2 separate regions of the Sus scrofa genome follow, and region 2 is linked to region 1. Evidence: chromatin contacts called from public Hi-C data. All regions are on one chromosome and are shown on one strand. The core of a region is the stretch at or near the end of the contact, and the rest is flanking DNA. Distances in the headings are between cores, read along the strand shown. Region 1 overlaps CAMK4 (calcium/calmodulin-dependent protein kinase type IV). Region 2 overlaps CAMK4 (calcium/calmodulin-dependent protein kinase type IV).

Region 1 (7,610 bases), core at 3,545-6,044:
TATTGGATCACCTGGCTATCAACTCATTCCAAAAGTTGGTCTAATTCTACTGGAATCTTGAAAGGAGAACGAGAGAGCTATACACAAATAATGACAATAGGAGATTAGTACCATCAGCCACAGAGTTCAAATAATGAAGAAATTAAGTACAACTGGAGGTATCAAGGAAAGTTTCATGGAAAAAGATATGTAACCAAAATCTTAAAAGATAGCATCAAGTCATGCAAGTATGCAAATAGTAATTAAGGTGAAATGTAGTAAGACTTCAGAGGTTTATGTGGAAATGCTTATCAGTTAGGATTTGAAAATAACAGAAAATAACTCTGCTTATTCAAGCAAAAAGAGAATTTATTAAAGGGATAAAAGTAGCTTAGGGAACAGGCAAGAAGCTGGAGAACCAAATTAGGATGGAAGAAAGGAATCAGGAAAGGTATACTAGCAGCTCTGGCTGTGTAGAAAGCATTTATCTTGTCCGTCTGTAAGTATTTAGGTCCACAGAGAAATTAAATGTACAGAGAATAAAAGTCCTAATTTGGGAGCTCCCGTCATGGCGCAGTGGTTAATGAATCCGACTAGGAACCATGAGGTTGCGGGTTCGGTCCCTGCCCTTGCTCAGTGGGTTGACGATCCGGCTGTGGTGTAGGTTGCAGACTCGGCTCGGATCCCGCGTTGCTCTGGTTCTGGTGTAGGCCAGCGGCTACAGCTCCGATTAGAGCCCTAGCCTGGGAACCTCCATATGCTGCAAAAGCGGCCCAAAAGAAATAGCAAAAAGACAAAAAAAAAAAAAAAAAAAAAAGTCCCCACCAAGAATAAAAAAAAAAAAAAAAACTTCTCAAAAGGAAGCCAAGTGGCTCTCAGAAAGAAAAATGGATGTTGACTAGCCATATGAACCAAAACATGTCCACTCTAGAACAGAATACAGGACAAGTTGTTTTGAGTGGGAAGGGAAAGAAACAATTTATGGATGACTTTCTTTGTGCCAAGTATGTGCCACTTTATACTTCGTGTCATTTAATTCTCATAACAATCCTGTAAATCAAATATTATTTTTCCCACCTCTGAGAAAACTATGGCCAGGCTAAGGAAACTGCACAAATTTCATAAGCCAATAAGCATCTGCGCTGGGACTTGAGTTCTCCAATTGTGCTGTTTTGAAATGAAAGATAAGGTAAGATCTAAGGTGTTGTTAGCCTCTGGGAAGAATAAGCCTGTTGAGATGCCATGGCAGGAGTGATAGCTCTTGCAAAAGAAGACTATAGGGCAGAAAACAGATACGAAGAAAGAACTGGCTGTTTCACAGTTGAGTCCTCTTCTGAGGAGTCACAGAAGAAAGATGGGAGCTGGAGAAATCTCCTGTGTGGGTCAGTGATCAGCCTTTTGTTTTTTTTTAAATAAGTAAATAATAAAACACAAAAATATTCATGGACATGGAGAACAGACTTGTGGTCACCAAGGGGGAGGGGGAGGGAGCGGAATTGTTTGGGAATTTGGGGTTAGTAGATGCAAACTATTGCCTTTGGAGTGGATAAGCAATGAGATCCTGCTGCATAGCACTGGGAACTATGTCTAGCCATTTACGATGGAACATGATAATGAGAGAAAAAAGAATGTATATGTGTATATTTAACAGGGTCATCTTGCTGTACAGTATAAAATTGACAGAACACTGTAAACCAGCTATAATGGAAAAAATCATTATAAAAAATAAAAAAAATAAAAAAAAAATCCAAAAATATACCTGACATCCAGTATGGCAGGATAAGAGAAGGGCAAGAGGCAAAAATAAAGGTCATAGAGCATGAACAACGGTGAGGATATGAACTGATCCAGTGTCTGTGGAATCCATAATTCTTATGGATAGGAAGACACTGTTTTCCGATCATTTATCACTGGAAAAAATGCTTACTGAGCACTTACTATAGAGGCTACAGTGATAAAGAAAGAGATTGGAATATAGTTGAGGTTTGAGAAATAGGCAGGAATCAAGCTGGTCTGGTAGGACATGAGAAGAAGATATGATGTAATTAATTCTAAGTCCAGTGGGAGGCTAGTGAAGGACTTCAGACAGGGGAATGACATGATCCCACTTCATTAAATTTACTCTGGTTGCTGAGTGGCAAATAGATTAAGTGGGAAAGAATGATAGCAGGATATCTAGTTACTCCTACTGAGTCATTTTCTGAGTGAAAGAAAAAGGCTTCCTTAATGGAAATTTGTCCCTGTGATTTTAGCCATTACTGGTGTTCAGAGCAGAACTGTGCAATGTGCTTTCCGACCCTATGACCCTGAACTCTCTTTGTTAGTGTTCTTCCCTCTTCAGCCCATATTTATGTCTGTAAATCAGGAGCCCTCACCTTCTTGATCTCTGTTTCCCCCTTAATCACCTCACTAGGAAGGCACTGCTAAACCAAATTAATGACTGCCAACATTTCAATAGATGAACCTTCCTCTCTGGGACGGATGTTCACATTTTAATAGATGCAGACCATTGAACCAATAAGAGCATTAATGCTGAACTTCCATTAAGGGGCTATTAAGATATTTGGGTAGGGAATTTGTCTTAATACCACTCACAATGAAACTCCTATGCCTACATTTGGCCTCCAATGAAAGGTTATTTTTGATGTTAAAAAGCATGTTATCATGACACAGCCAAAACCAATGGTGCTGAAAGTTAGTACAGTGACCAGTCCATTATGTGTGGATGGCACAATAAAAAAAGCAAGTCACCAGTCCAACTCCCATGCTCCCCTTATTGGACCTCAATTTAGTGCCTAAAACTGAGCTTGGCATCAACCTCAAACTCTCTACTACAGTACTTAACATCTGGATTAAACTGTAGTCATCCCATCCCATTCATGACCTTTACCTTTATGAGTTGAGGTATATATAACCCACCCATTCAAGCTGCTTACTTTGTAGCATGAAGGGGCTACCCACACTGCAGCACTCCTTTCTGTCATTTGTCAAATGTGGATATGGAAGGATCAGTGCAAGTGAAATAACAGTATCAAGTATTGTATTACACACTTGTTGGAGGGATCTAAAAGTGAGAACATGCATATATTCTAGGCTCACATCCTCCAGGAAGTTTATAAAGGCCGTTCTAGTCTTACTTAGATGTGTCTCTTCAGGTTCAGGAGTCAGATTTCCCTTTATCAGCTGGAAGACTTTGAGCAAGACACGTCACTTTCTGCACCTTAATTTCCTCACCTACAGGTGCACACGTTACTAACACCTACCTCACACCTACTTCTTAAGGAATTTATGAGGATTAATTTAAATCCAAAAAGCACTGGACACAATGCCTAGCACATAGTAAATATGCAATAAACAGGAGGGATTATGAGTTAATATCACTAGCAGAGAATTTATTATTTTACACCACTACTCTGCAATCATGAGGTACTTTTGTAAGCTGTACACAATAAGCTCCTTGGAGGTGTGATTCATGACTCATTTAACTTTACATCTTCAGTGGAATAACTGGCATGTGGCAGGTGTTTGGCAAAAGACTACTCAATGAAAAAATGAGCGAATTTTTTGGATTTTGTGCTTGCACTTGTCTCTGTTTAAAGAGTCATACTAAGTGGTTTAAAATTTTTGGAGGTTTCATGGGACAAGAGAGGCAGAAATGTCTAAGCATCAGGATGACCATTAGAAGGTGTCCAACATTGGGATCTGAACAGTTCAAGCCTTCATGCTGTGCTCTCAGACTTCTGAGAGCTTTCATATATGGTATATCTTGTATTTCTAAGTAAAACCCTAAGAGATAGGAGCATTAACATTTCCAGATAACCAACAAGAAGACAAAGAGATGGAACTACCTAATTTGCTTGAAGGCATTTGGCTCATAAGGGGAGCAGACATAAATGGTAAGGGCAAAGTATAGTGGTTAGAACTCCAAATAGTTTGGTTCTACCACTTACCAGCTAGGTGACCTTGGGTAAGTTACTGCAATACTCCTGTATTTCAGCTGCTCCATATGTATAAATAAAAATGAGAGTATTCTCTCATAGGTTGTTTTGAAAATTAACTGAGGAAAAAGATTATATTCCGACTCCTGTTCTCTGAAACTTATCTTTCTAGCATAAACTACTGAGCTCCCAGGCAGCACCATACCTGGCATTTTGGGCTCTGCTGATCATATTGACTTTGAGCCACACCCAAGGCCTCAGCCCTTGATCACTCCCTCCTTGACATGGTCAAATGCCAAAACTTTCTTGTGTCCCTTTTACACAAAGAATATTGATTGGAAAATGACTTACAAAACAAACTAACAGCAATACTAAATAAAGCTCAAAGTGTGATCTTCATAAATTTAAAAAAAGTGGAGTTCCCGTCATGGAGCAGTGGTTAACAAATCTGACTGGGAACCATGAGGTTGTGGGTTTGATCCCCGGCCCCGCTCAGTGGGTTAAGGATGTGGTGTTACTGTGAACTGTGGTGCAGGTCGCAGACGTGGCTAGGATGTGGCATTGCTATGGTTCTGGAATAGGCCGGTGGCTCTAGCTCCAATTAGACCCCTATCCTGGGAACCTTCATATGCCGTGGGTGCAGCCCTAGAAAAGACAAATAATAATAATGATAATTTAAAAAAAATTCTCTCTGCGATAATTAAATGCAACCATGACAGTGGACATGCAGCCACCACAGCTTTTCTCTAATACAGAGGAAGAGCTTTCCTCACCCCACAGGTTACACACAGTACATGACTTCCTGCTCTATATGAGGATGAGGCTGGCCCTTTTTAAGCACTGATTGCTACATGGGGCAACGGAAGCCATAGGCCAATGTTTTCATCTTGGCTGCACAACTGAATCACTTCAGAAATTTTTTAAATGTTTGATGCTTAGGTCACACTCCAAACCAATAAAATCAGAATTTCTTGGGATAAGGCCCAGGCATCAGTCGTTTTTTTTTTTTTTAACCTCAGTGATGACGATATACACTCAAGACTGAAAACTTCTATCTGAAAGCTTTGTGGCCACAGAAGTTAAGCTCATCTAATCAGTTTTCTGCTGGTTTCTCTACAAGATAGTTTGTTCATCTGGAAAATACTGCTAATCTATAGTAAAATATGTATTTTTTAAGATATATATAGTATATATAAATCATTGGCATTACCCTGAAAATTATTTTCTTACATAATTACCACTAACTAAAAGATGAGTATATACAACCAAACTCTGATGTTTCTATTACTATTCAAACATATATTTCTCATTAAATAAAGTCAACTGGTAGAAAGTCAAACCAAGGTAAGTGATGACAGAAAATATTGATTCCTTATTTGGTCTCAAACTTAAGGGATTTCTGGTCAGGAATTTTCACAGGTTAGATGGTATCACCACCTACTGGCAAAATGTGATATTGCACCTCATTCCTTGTATCTGGAATATAAGGAGAAAACTTTAAAATCTTGTTGTGGATTAAACTAAAACATTAAAGAGTTATAGATCTGGAGTGTATTATATTAGGATCCTCTCTTGATTTTTAAAATTATTATTTAATTATTCTTTGAGTGTTATTATCAGCGTGGAAGGACACAGTAACAACACTGAGAGTTGCCTTTTCCATTTCTATTCATCCTTTCTCCTTCATTGTAAGAATTCTGGTTTTGTTCCAAGAAAAATTATGACACAGTTCCTACCAACAGGATGTAAGTAACACTCTATAGTTTTTTACTCAATAACCTTTTATTCCTTACTAACAGAATCCAGTTTTGTTCAAACTAGCAATGTGCCCAAAAGTTGGGGTGACTGATCAGTTTTCCCTTTTCACATTAACTTCTTGAAGGCTGAGCCAAGCATGTAGGTCTTCTTTAACGAGGAGGGTTCTGTATGTGTTATATTTCTAGTGTCATTTTATTTTTATTTTTATTTTTTTTTGCTATTTTAGGGCTGCATATGGAGGTTCCCAGGCTAGATGTACAATTGGAGCCATAGCTGCTGGCCTATACCACAGCGACAGCAACTAGGGATCCAAGATGCGTCTGCAACCTGGCCTCGCTCATGGCAATGCTGGATCCTTAACCCACTGAGCAAGACCAGGGATCAAACCCACATCCTCATGGATCCTAGTCAGGTTTGTTAAGCGCTGAGCCACGAAGGGGACTCCTTTAGTCTCATTATATATCTCCATCCAAGATTTTCATTTTTCTTTTTCACCTGTATTCATAAATACTATTTTGCTGCCCTTATCCTGTTAAACCACCCTAAAAGTTTTCTAAAATAAACCATGTAAAAGAAGTAGTGATAAAGATCAAAAGAAAGAGAAAGGAAAGAGAGGAAAAGGGAGGAAGAGAGGACAAAGGGAGAGGATAAGGGAAAAGGGAGGAAGGAAGTTAAGGTGGGAGAGGGAGGGAGGGAAGGTTAGGTACATAGGGAGAAAGGGAAGAGGGGAAAAAAGGAAGGGAAGAGAGACAGAGAAGGGACAGAGAGGAAAGGAAGGAACATAAAACAACAATTAGGTGAAGGAAACCTTGCAGGTCTGAATCTATGATGAGACAAAAAAAATACCATTACTATCACTGACTTCATTATAAGAATTAAGCACTATGGTTTATAGAGAATAAAAGATGGGAGCAATTATAAAGGGATACAAACATAAAACTAACTGTCTGGGGTATACAATTACAGTTCCAAGCTTTTGAAATACCCTTTCTCTCAATTCCTGGTGTCATAAGGGAAATTACCTTGATACGTAGGTTGCCAGTGAGCACACTACCCAAGAACAAGAAACTATGTAGCCCAACAATTAGCTTGAAGAGCAGATATGGCTTTTATCCTGGTAGAGGACAGATAGGGCCAGAACAGATGGCACGAACGAGTGGCTAATTTCAGATCTCACAAATACTGAGGGTCCTGTGTATAGTTACTGTATTATAACTAGTGTATCTAGTGCCTCTTTGCTCCATCCCTTTCTGTGTTCCACATACATATTTTCTACTTCCTTTGTCTAACATATATCAGAGGTCACCAACCTACTTATCTCTCCTTAACAAAGATAAGTTGTTTTTTCCATTCATTTCTTTTTTTATCTGGTTCCCTATGTAAAATTTAATATCCTCAAATAAAGGGGGAAAGTCACATTACATCTGGCATTTTTTATCTTCACAATGATCTTTTCTTTCTACATTCTGGTATAAAAAGAGAGCTACATTCTGAAAATAGCTTTGAATTTAGCTTAATTAATACAGCTCATTAAAATAAGTATATAAAATAATTGTAACAAAATCCTAGCACATGGAATATATGCTAATGTCTGTCTACACCTTTATTTGACTTCTCAGACATACCTCATGATGTAATAATTCTATTTTTAAAATGGCAACAATTAATTCCTTTAGGTATTTCCTTATAACTCTATACCAATTTTATACACAATTGGCTATGGTTCAACTTTCTCAACTGAGTATACTATAAAAGGCACAAGAAAACCTTGGACAAACTAACAACTGAACTTTTACAATTCAGTAAACTGTTAAGAATTATATAAGACTTTCTTCACGGTTTTTAATCAGAATACAATTTCTGACTCTATCTCTGCTATCAATTCCTTATCTTATAAAAAGTAACAATGGAAGAGCCAGGATATTTTACCTTTAA
Region 2 (7,610 bases), core at 3,580-6,079, 270 kb before region 1:
CACGTGGGAAATATAGCCAATGTTTTATAATAACTATAAATGGAGTATAATCTAAAAATTTTGAATCACTATGTTGTAACCTAGAGCTAATACAATATAATCAACTATACCTCAATTAAAAAAAAATGGGGAAAAAAAAATCTGTTTTCATCTTAAAGCCTGAATCTGATTTTATAGGACTACTCCACCTCCCACAGTTAAGGGGAAAACGCTGCGGGACTTTCACTGCAGAGGCTTATCTTGAAGTCAGAGTTTTCTTGAGCCGCAAAAATCCATGGCATCTTTAGCACAGCATCTAGAAGTCTCTCTAAGCTTTGCCTCTGGGCAGTGAGGAGTCTGGAAGGAGAAGGGAGAGGGATTTACTTGCCAGAAGCAGAAGAGCAGTGTTTGGAAATTCTCTGCCTCTGCGAGGTTCCTAACTTAGCCTAGGAACCCAGAGGAGAAGGATACCTTCAGGGCAGCATCCTACAGGTGGCAGATGCCAAACTGGATATGTAGTCCTTTGTTATGGTGTCACATACAATTGGCAGGATTGGGGCACAACCTTTTTAACTTTGTCAAGTGCAATTTTTGTTTTGATAACAAAGATGGGTAATGTCCCAGTGCAGTATGTTAAGTGTTAAAGATGTGGAATGGATCAGACTGGAACACAGATCTCGAGGGGGCTGCCTCTGGTCAGGAGCAGCTTGTCAGTTTACTACAGTGAAGCTCAGAATACCATCAATTCTAGGCATGCTATGTTGTGGAAGGTTGACAGGAACCAAGGAGGCATTTGAAGCCTCTGTCACTTTAGTTATTTATAACTTGTTAGTGTAGAGCAAGAAAAAAGTTTGAATCAATGTTTTAAAACACACATGATAGGCTGCTTTATGTTCTAACGCATCCTTTCTATTTTCCTTGGCTCTTGATCTTTTACACCACAAATATCAGTCAATCCAACTCTCGCTTTATGTTTTTCATTTTAGCTGTTAAAAAAGTCTTCCTTGCCACAGGAATTGAATGACATTTATTTCTGTATAAATCTTATAAATGGGTGAAGAAAGAGCCTGTTTATTTTCCTCACTTTACTTTTTACTTTTTAAATAATACCCTGAAGAGAAAATCAAATATTTGAGAACACCCAGTCCTTTCAGAAGAGGAAAAAGAAAACACAACTTATTTTTATTATGCTGTGAAAGTTTCATTTTTATGAAATTCACTTTTCTGTGATTCCATTGAGCCCTTTCCTCTTGGAGTAATCACTATTTATTCCATATCTTAATCAGACTGAGTCTCTGGGTCACTGTAAAGTCGTGATGGATGCTGACTCAGGCACAGCAAAGGCGTGTTAACTGTTGAAAAGCCACCTTTCCACTTTTGTGGGATAAGGGAGCATATAAATAAATAAACACATCTCATCCTACTATTAACATTATATAAGAATCTCTTTTTTATGGAGAAGCAGATATAAAGTAATGGACTTAGCATTTGAATTCTGTCTCACGTGTTAAGTATGGCAAGCACTGTGTTCTCCTTTAGAGAAGCTATGCATCTTACTGATAATTATCAATAATAATTCTTTTGAAACATTTAATGTTTATTTTACACAGATCCATTCTGTACCAAACATTCTAAAATGGAACATTTTGTGGGTATGCAGGGCCCAAATAATACATTTTAAGCAAGTCTTCTACCTACTTGCCATCAATCACCTCTTCCTTTTGAACTCGTTTCCTCCCATCATCCCACCCTCACATATGTAATAATAGAGCTGAATTCTCACAGCACTTGAATTCTCTGGCACAGTTGGTTCTGTTCTTGAAGTAGTCCCTACCAGTTATAAGCAAGTGGGCACAAAAAATGATGTGTGACATGGAGACCCAGAAGTTAAGGTTTACATTAAAAGACCGGCTCTAAACCAAAGGGAGCATGAGAAGTGAGAGGATGATGTTGGTGACAATCTCTTTAGACTCAATGTTTCAGCCATCTCAGGCCAAAGTGTACTTGGTTAACTTTGACTTAACTAGGTGGTTATAATCCTCATCTTAGTTTACATATATAGAATATACTCTCAGCTTTTACGGTAATATTATTTAATACCATATGCCAGGTATTTGTTGGGTGATGCAGAAATGTGCAGGACCCTTCCCCCCTCCCCTTGTTGATGACCCTGAATCCCAAGAGATGAGTCATTCAGCTTTTGTGACCATTTCCCAAGCCAGAGAAGCAGCCTTTAATATTGCTGACAGCTTGAGACGGTAGAATATTGTTTTGTTTACCAAGTCCCAAATCTGTGCATTACAACATCTACTTATAATTCCTAACTCTGTCCTGTGGAGCTGCTTCTACAATTTTATGGTCTATGAATGATACTGTGTGGTCTCTTCTCTCTGGCCTCCTTATGGTGATGTTGCCTTGCCCAGGGATAAGTCTGGATCATTTCTTTTCTGCCTTGGTGTTGGTGGATAGTCTCAGGACCTTAAATAGCTGATATTGCTCATATTGATATCAAGAGCCATGACCTTGCTCCTGAACTTCAGGGATATATATCTTTGGCCCATATGTCACCTCCACTTGGATCTCTAACAGGCATCTCAAAATCAACAAGCCCCCAACCTGTTGTTTCAAAAGTCTTCCCCATCTCAGTGAATGTTAGCTATACTCTTGCAGCAGGAGCTTTCTGTCCCCTCACCTATCTTCCCTCTTTTATCACTTCACTCTAAACGACCAGCCTCTTTTCCTGGACAGGCATGTTTCTGCCTCAGGGTTGGTGTACTCTGTTCCCACCAGGTAGAACATTCTTTCCCTAGATACCCACGTGCCCTCTCCCCTACCTCTTTCAAGCCTTTGTTCTAATGTTCCCTTCTCCTGTGAAGCTTTCCCTGATCACCCTGTTTGAATGGTAACTTAGTTTCTGAGCACTTCCTATCCTCATTTCAACTCTATATTCTTCCATAGAAATGATCACCTCTTTTTATATAATTTACACATGTATTTTGTTTATTATTTGACTTTCTCCTCTAAAATGTACCATCCTTAACTAAGAAAATTTTTTTACTGCTGTAGCTCTAGCACCTAGCATAGTGCCTGGTACATAAGAGCTTAAAAAACATTTACTGAATGAAAAAAGGACTAAAGTTCCACAGAATGCCCTTTGTTTAGGTCAGTATCAGACCAACACAAAGACCCCAAGAGACTCATTTTCCTCTAAATTTAAAACTTCCAAGACAGCTTAAAACAAGCCTGCACTCAACTGCAGAATCCCTGCGTTCTGCAAGCTCAAGAACAAGAAGAGCTCCGACCTTTTCTCACCACTGCTGTATCTGCCCTTAGCCCCACTTTCTCCTTTACCCTGCACTTGTTCATTTGGATCAGGCACTGCAAGCATGCCTGGGACAACCCTATGATGCCTTAGGGATATGGCCTATCTCGGGGGAAACAAAGTCTGTGGTCAGGAAGGGGAGATGGATCTGGGCCCCCCTCACCAACCTGCTTAGCATCCCCTCAGCTTCCCTGCTCCCTTCCTATTGTCAACAAGCCCCACAGGAACTGAGTGTACACACACTAGACATCAGCCTGTCAAGGAGGAGGTTACTGGCAGTGCAGATGGCATTTTACTATGTATTTATTTCTTCCAGTGTTTTTATTTTATTTTTTAAGTTCATTGCAAAAAGAAAGTCATTGCTCTGGGTATTTAACTAGTTTTCAGGTGAAATCATCCCATACTTGTTTAGATTACCAACATAATTCGATACTCTTATTATTCACCTTAGTTATTTAGTTCTCTAGAAATAAACAAAACCATGAAATGTTCTGAAAGTCTGTATTTTAGGCTATTCAATTTACTTTTATCTCATTTAAAGTTTCCAACATTTTTCTTTTTTGTATTTTATTTTGTCTGTTTTTCTTTTCTCCCTCCCTTTTTCTCTCCCTTTCTTTCTTTCCTTCTTTCTCTCATTCTTTCTTCACTTTTTAGGGCCACAGCTGCAGTATATGGAAGTTCCCAACCTAGGGGGTGAATCGGAGCTGCAGCTGCCGGCCTATGCCACAGGCACAGCAATGGCCAGATCTGAGCCATGTCTGTGATCTATGCCACAGCTCATGGCGATGTCAGATCCTTAACCCACTGAGCGAGGCCAGGGATTGAACCCACATCCTCATGGATACTAGTCAGGTTTGTAACCTGCTGTGCCAAAATGGAAACTCTCAACATTCTTCATAGTAATGTGTGTTCATGTAGACAGAAATCTCTTCTTTCTGACTGTAGACTGTTGAAAAATGTCTGTAACTTTGGTATTGTGAATGGAATAGGTTATTTCTTTAGAACACAGCAATGGGGTAACAAGGTAGGATTATCTCTATGATAATAAGACCCTGGCAGATGCCAAGAAGACAGAAATTCTTAATAGCTTCAGGTCTCTGAAAACAGAATTTGGATAAACAGACAAGCAGGAATATAAAATGTGAACATACATAGCTCAATTAACTAAGCTCATGTCTAAAGTGGATAGCTGATATTAGACAGAAACACTCTTTTAATCTAACCACTTCTTTTCTATTCTACTTGAACATCTTGTACTTCTTTTCTGTGATGGGCATGGGTAGGTTTGAACACCCACAGACTTCAAGCCTTAAATATCTGAACCAGTTAAGACATTTTGGGAATAACATTGCACAGTTACATTGTAGCACACTTATCAGGAACCATGGCCTGATGGATTTTTTCTTTCTTGTGACCTATTTTTTTTTTCCCCAACAACAAGATTTTGAGCATCTCTTCAATGTTGAACCTTTCATGGACTATTTCAGAGCACTAGGCAGTGATTCCATTTATCTGAATCACAAATTTTAGTTTTCTGGCCTGGAATTTAGTTTCAACTGGGCACATTTCCCAGGAAATAATGAGTATTTGCTTAAACACGCAGCATCTGTGATTTTTCTTTTTCGATTCATTTATAGGAGAACCCTCTGCTATTCATAGCCTGGGGCAAAGTTTCTACAAATGAGACTGAATGGGTGGCTTTCCTTTTTTAATTTCCTGATAAATGACAGATGGTATTACATAAACACCCACTCCCTAAAAAGATGTAATTGAAAAACCCTTCTATTCAAGGTAGAAACTAGACCCAGCATACAGAACCAGAACCATAACTGACCTAGGATGCAATCACCCTCACATCAAGCAAGGAAACAAGCTCAGCCCTTTCCTCTGTCACCATTCCAAGTTAAATGTAAAGTCCCTGTGTAAAGTCATGCTTTCTACAGAATGACAGTGATTCCTGCCAGTCTTGTACTTGGGTCTCATTTTTAAGTCATTCTATCAATGGACAGTTTCCTCCCTACCTAAGTACTCTCAGAAGGCTACGCAAAGTATGACAGGACTTATAAGTGGTGAAGGAGGAAGGGTTAGACCTAAGGGTAACCTTCAAAGGGGACTTCAGCCTTGCCTAAATGTTTATAAAACAGACGAATAGATATATTATTATATTAAATTAAAAAATTCAAAACCGCATATATTCCCTCTCTTCTAGGTCACCCACTTCCTGTGCCCAAGGGTAACTGGGACTTCTGTTTTTCCATAACTTAGCTTTTCCAATGCTTTCTGTGTTACTAAACATAGGTGTATCCTTAAAAGCCTGCCCTCTCCTCTGCTCCCACTTGGAGGTAATATTCTAGTGTATTTCTTTTGACCAAGAGCCTATATGAATACATATGTCTGTTTATATACAATTTGAACCTTGCTTTTTAAATATACTGAACTTACTTGTTTTTGGTTTCCAAGCCTGCTTCAGCCTATATAGTAATAATTCCACATATGTTTAGGGTGTCAAGAGTCCACAAAGCACTTCTATTTTTTCTCTCAATCTCCACCCCTCCCCCAGGCTCCCAGCTGCTTTCCCTTCCTTTTTGTATAATACAGCAAATTATTCCTTCCTGGTGAGCCTCTACTATAGCAGAATGGAAGGATTATCTTGATCTCATTCAACCACTTAATTCCCTTTTCACCCATTATATAGCCTCAAGGGTGATAGGGATATCTGCAGGGAAAAAAACAGCAAATGGAAAATAAGCCTCTATTATAAGGTGGCATTATCTCTAAAATGAGCCTGTTTTATAAGGTGGCAATGACAAGAGTTGAAACAGTATTTTTACAATAATTTTATATTTTTAAAAAAGGATTTGGGAGTAGATCAAATATTATTTACTGAGAAGCTGTTTCTAGAGTGACAGGAAAGAATATTTATAATAGTTTTCTAATTTGTCTTTTTTTGATCTCTTTCTCTCTCAAATCCATCTGATCTAATGTCATTATCAAAATACTCATAAAATACAGATTTGATTTAAAAATATAATTGCTCTGATTAAGAACCTTTGCTGGATCACTATTAACTACAAAGTGAGTCAGAATTCCTTAAGCTGATGTATAGATTGTTTTAAAATTTGGTCCATCCTACTTTTCCAAGTCCATCTATATCCTCTGCACCAAAGACTATGTTCTAACCATGCAAAGTGAAAAAGTAACTAACATCCCTGAATTTGCCAGATGCTATTACTGCTCTGGCTTTTCTTCTCCTGTGCCTGCTGACAAAGAATGCCTTGTGGTCACCTCTTCACTTGTTGAACTCCTACTAATACTTCAGCGTCCAGCTCAAATTTCCCTCTTCTGCAAAGGCCAAAGGAAGGATTAATTGCTCCTTCCCCTTTTTATCATTGAGCCTTTGGCTCAGAAAAATATAGAGCTTATCACAGCAAACTCTGATTTACTGTGTATAGGTCTTTCTTCTTTTACAGCCTACGAAATCTTTGAAAAGAAAGACCATACTATGTTCACGCTTATGATCTAAGTGCCTATCATGGAGTCTATTAGACATTTCAAGTTCATTTTATCCATGCATGAATCACTCTTTTATAGGATGACACTGAGTACTGCTGCAAGAAAGAACTGCTCTTATCACTATTACTATAGCCCTTGAAAGGACTCTGCTATCTCTTAGTCACAGAAGGAACTCTGAGAGATCACTAGTGTAACTTCTCCCTGATCGTCTCATTTCAGGACTGCTCAATTCTCAGAGGATTTCTCTGAACTACCTACCGCTTTGGAATACTTAGAGTATGATATTACATAATGATTCCTAAATTGAACAACAGCTTTCTTCTTATGGGAAATCCTTAATTTGTTCTGTCATTCTTTTCTCAATCTTCTTTCAATACTTTTATCAATTGGTCAGCAATTAGTGATCACAAATGAGCAACCCTACTTGGCACAAAGTACTTAATTCAGGGTTCCTATTTTTCCCCACAGTCTTGGTGATATGGTGGGCATGAAAGAAATTCAAGATGAGGACAAATTAGGACATATGAATTAGAGAAAGGAAAAAAGGTCATATGGCATCATTAAAAGGGAAGAGTCATGGATAGGTTGTTAGCTAACGGTTCTAAGGAAAATGAAAAGTACAAAAACAAGACAGGAGGATGTCTATAGGGAACATACCACAATGATTTTCACATTCTTTTCTAAGGATGTAGATCCTCTCATAAGCCTGTGGTAGAGATAGTGAATTATCTAATGCAATACTCATTCTTTGCAACAGAACCCTCAATTCATTTGGGATAGCAACACATCTAGCCAA

The links. A called contact is a pair of places that touch in the nucleus more often than the background predicts.
Region 2: a Hi-C map of embryonic fibroblasts shows a contact between it and region 1, with 1.8 times the contacts expected there. The contact joins two enhancer-like sites. A contact is called at or near these places in 10 of 47 Hi-C or Micro-C datasets (alveolar macrophages, embryonic fibroblasts, epiblast stem cells and 4 more).

Annotation. Positions count from the first base shown.
Region 1 is chr2:115,929,780-115,937,389 of Sscrofa11.1, reverse strand. The region is part of intron 2 of CAMK4 (calcium/calmodulin-dependent protein kinase type IV); the gene reads right to left. Among named protein-coding and RNA genes, the nearest start is that of CAMK4, 23 kb to the right of the region's middle. Within about 2 kb of position 4,794, at least 3 of the 83 cell types and tissues checked have an H3K27ac peak or open chromatin away from gene starts, as enhancers often do. A contact at or near this core is called in embryonic fibroblasts, where this site is marked.
Region 2 is chr2:116,198,555-116,206,164 of Sscrofa11.1, reverse strand. The region is part of intron 11 of CAMK4 (calcium/calmodulin-dependent protein kinase type IV); the gene reads right to left. Among named protein-coding and RNA genes, the nearest start is that of STARD4, 55 kb to the left of the region's middle. Within about 2 kb of position 4,829, at least 3 of the 83 cell types and tissues checked have an H3K27ac peak or open chromatin away from gene starts, as enhancers often do. A contact at or near this core is called in embryonic fibroblasts, where this site is marked.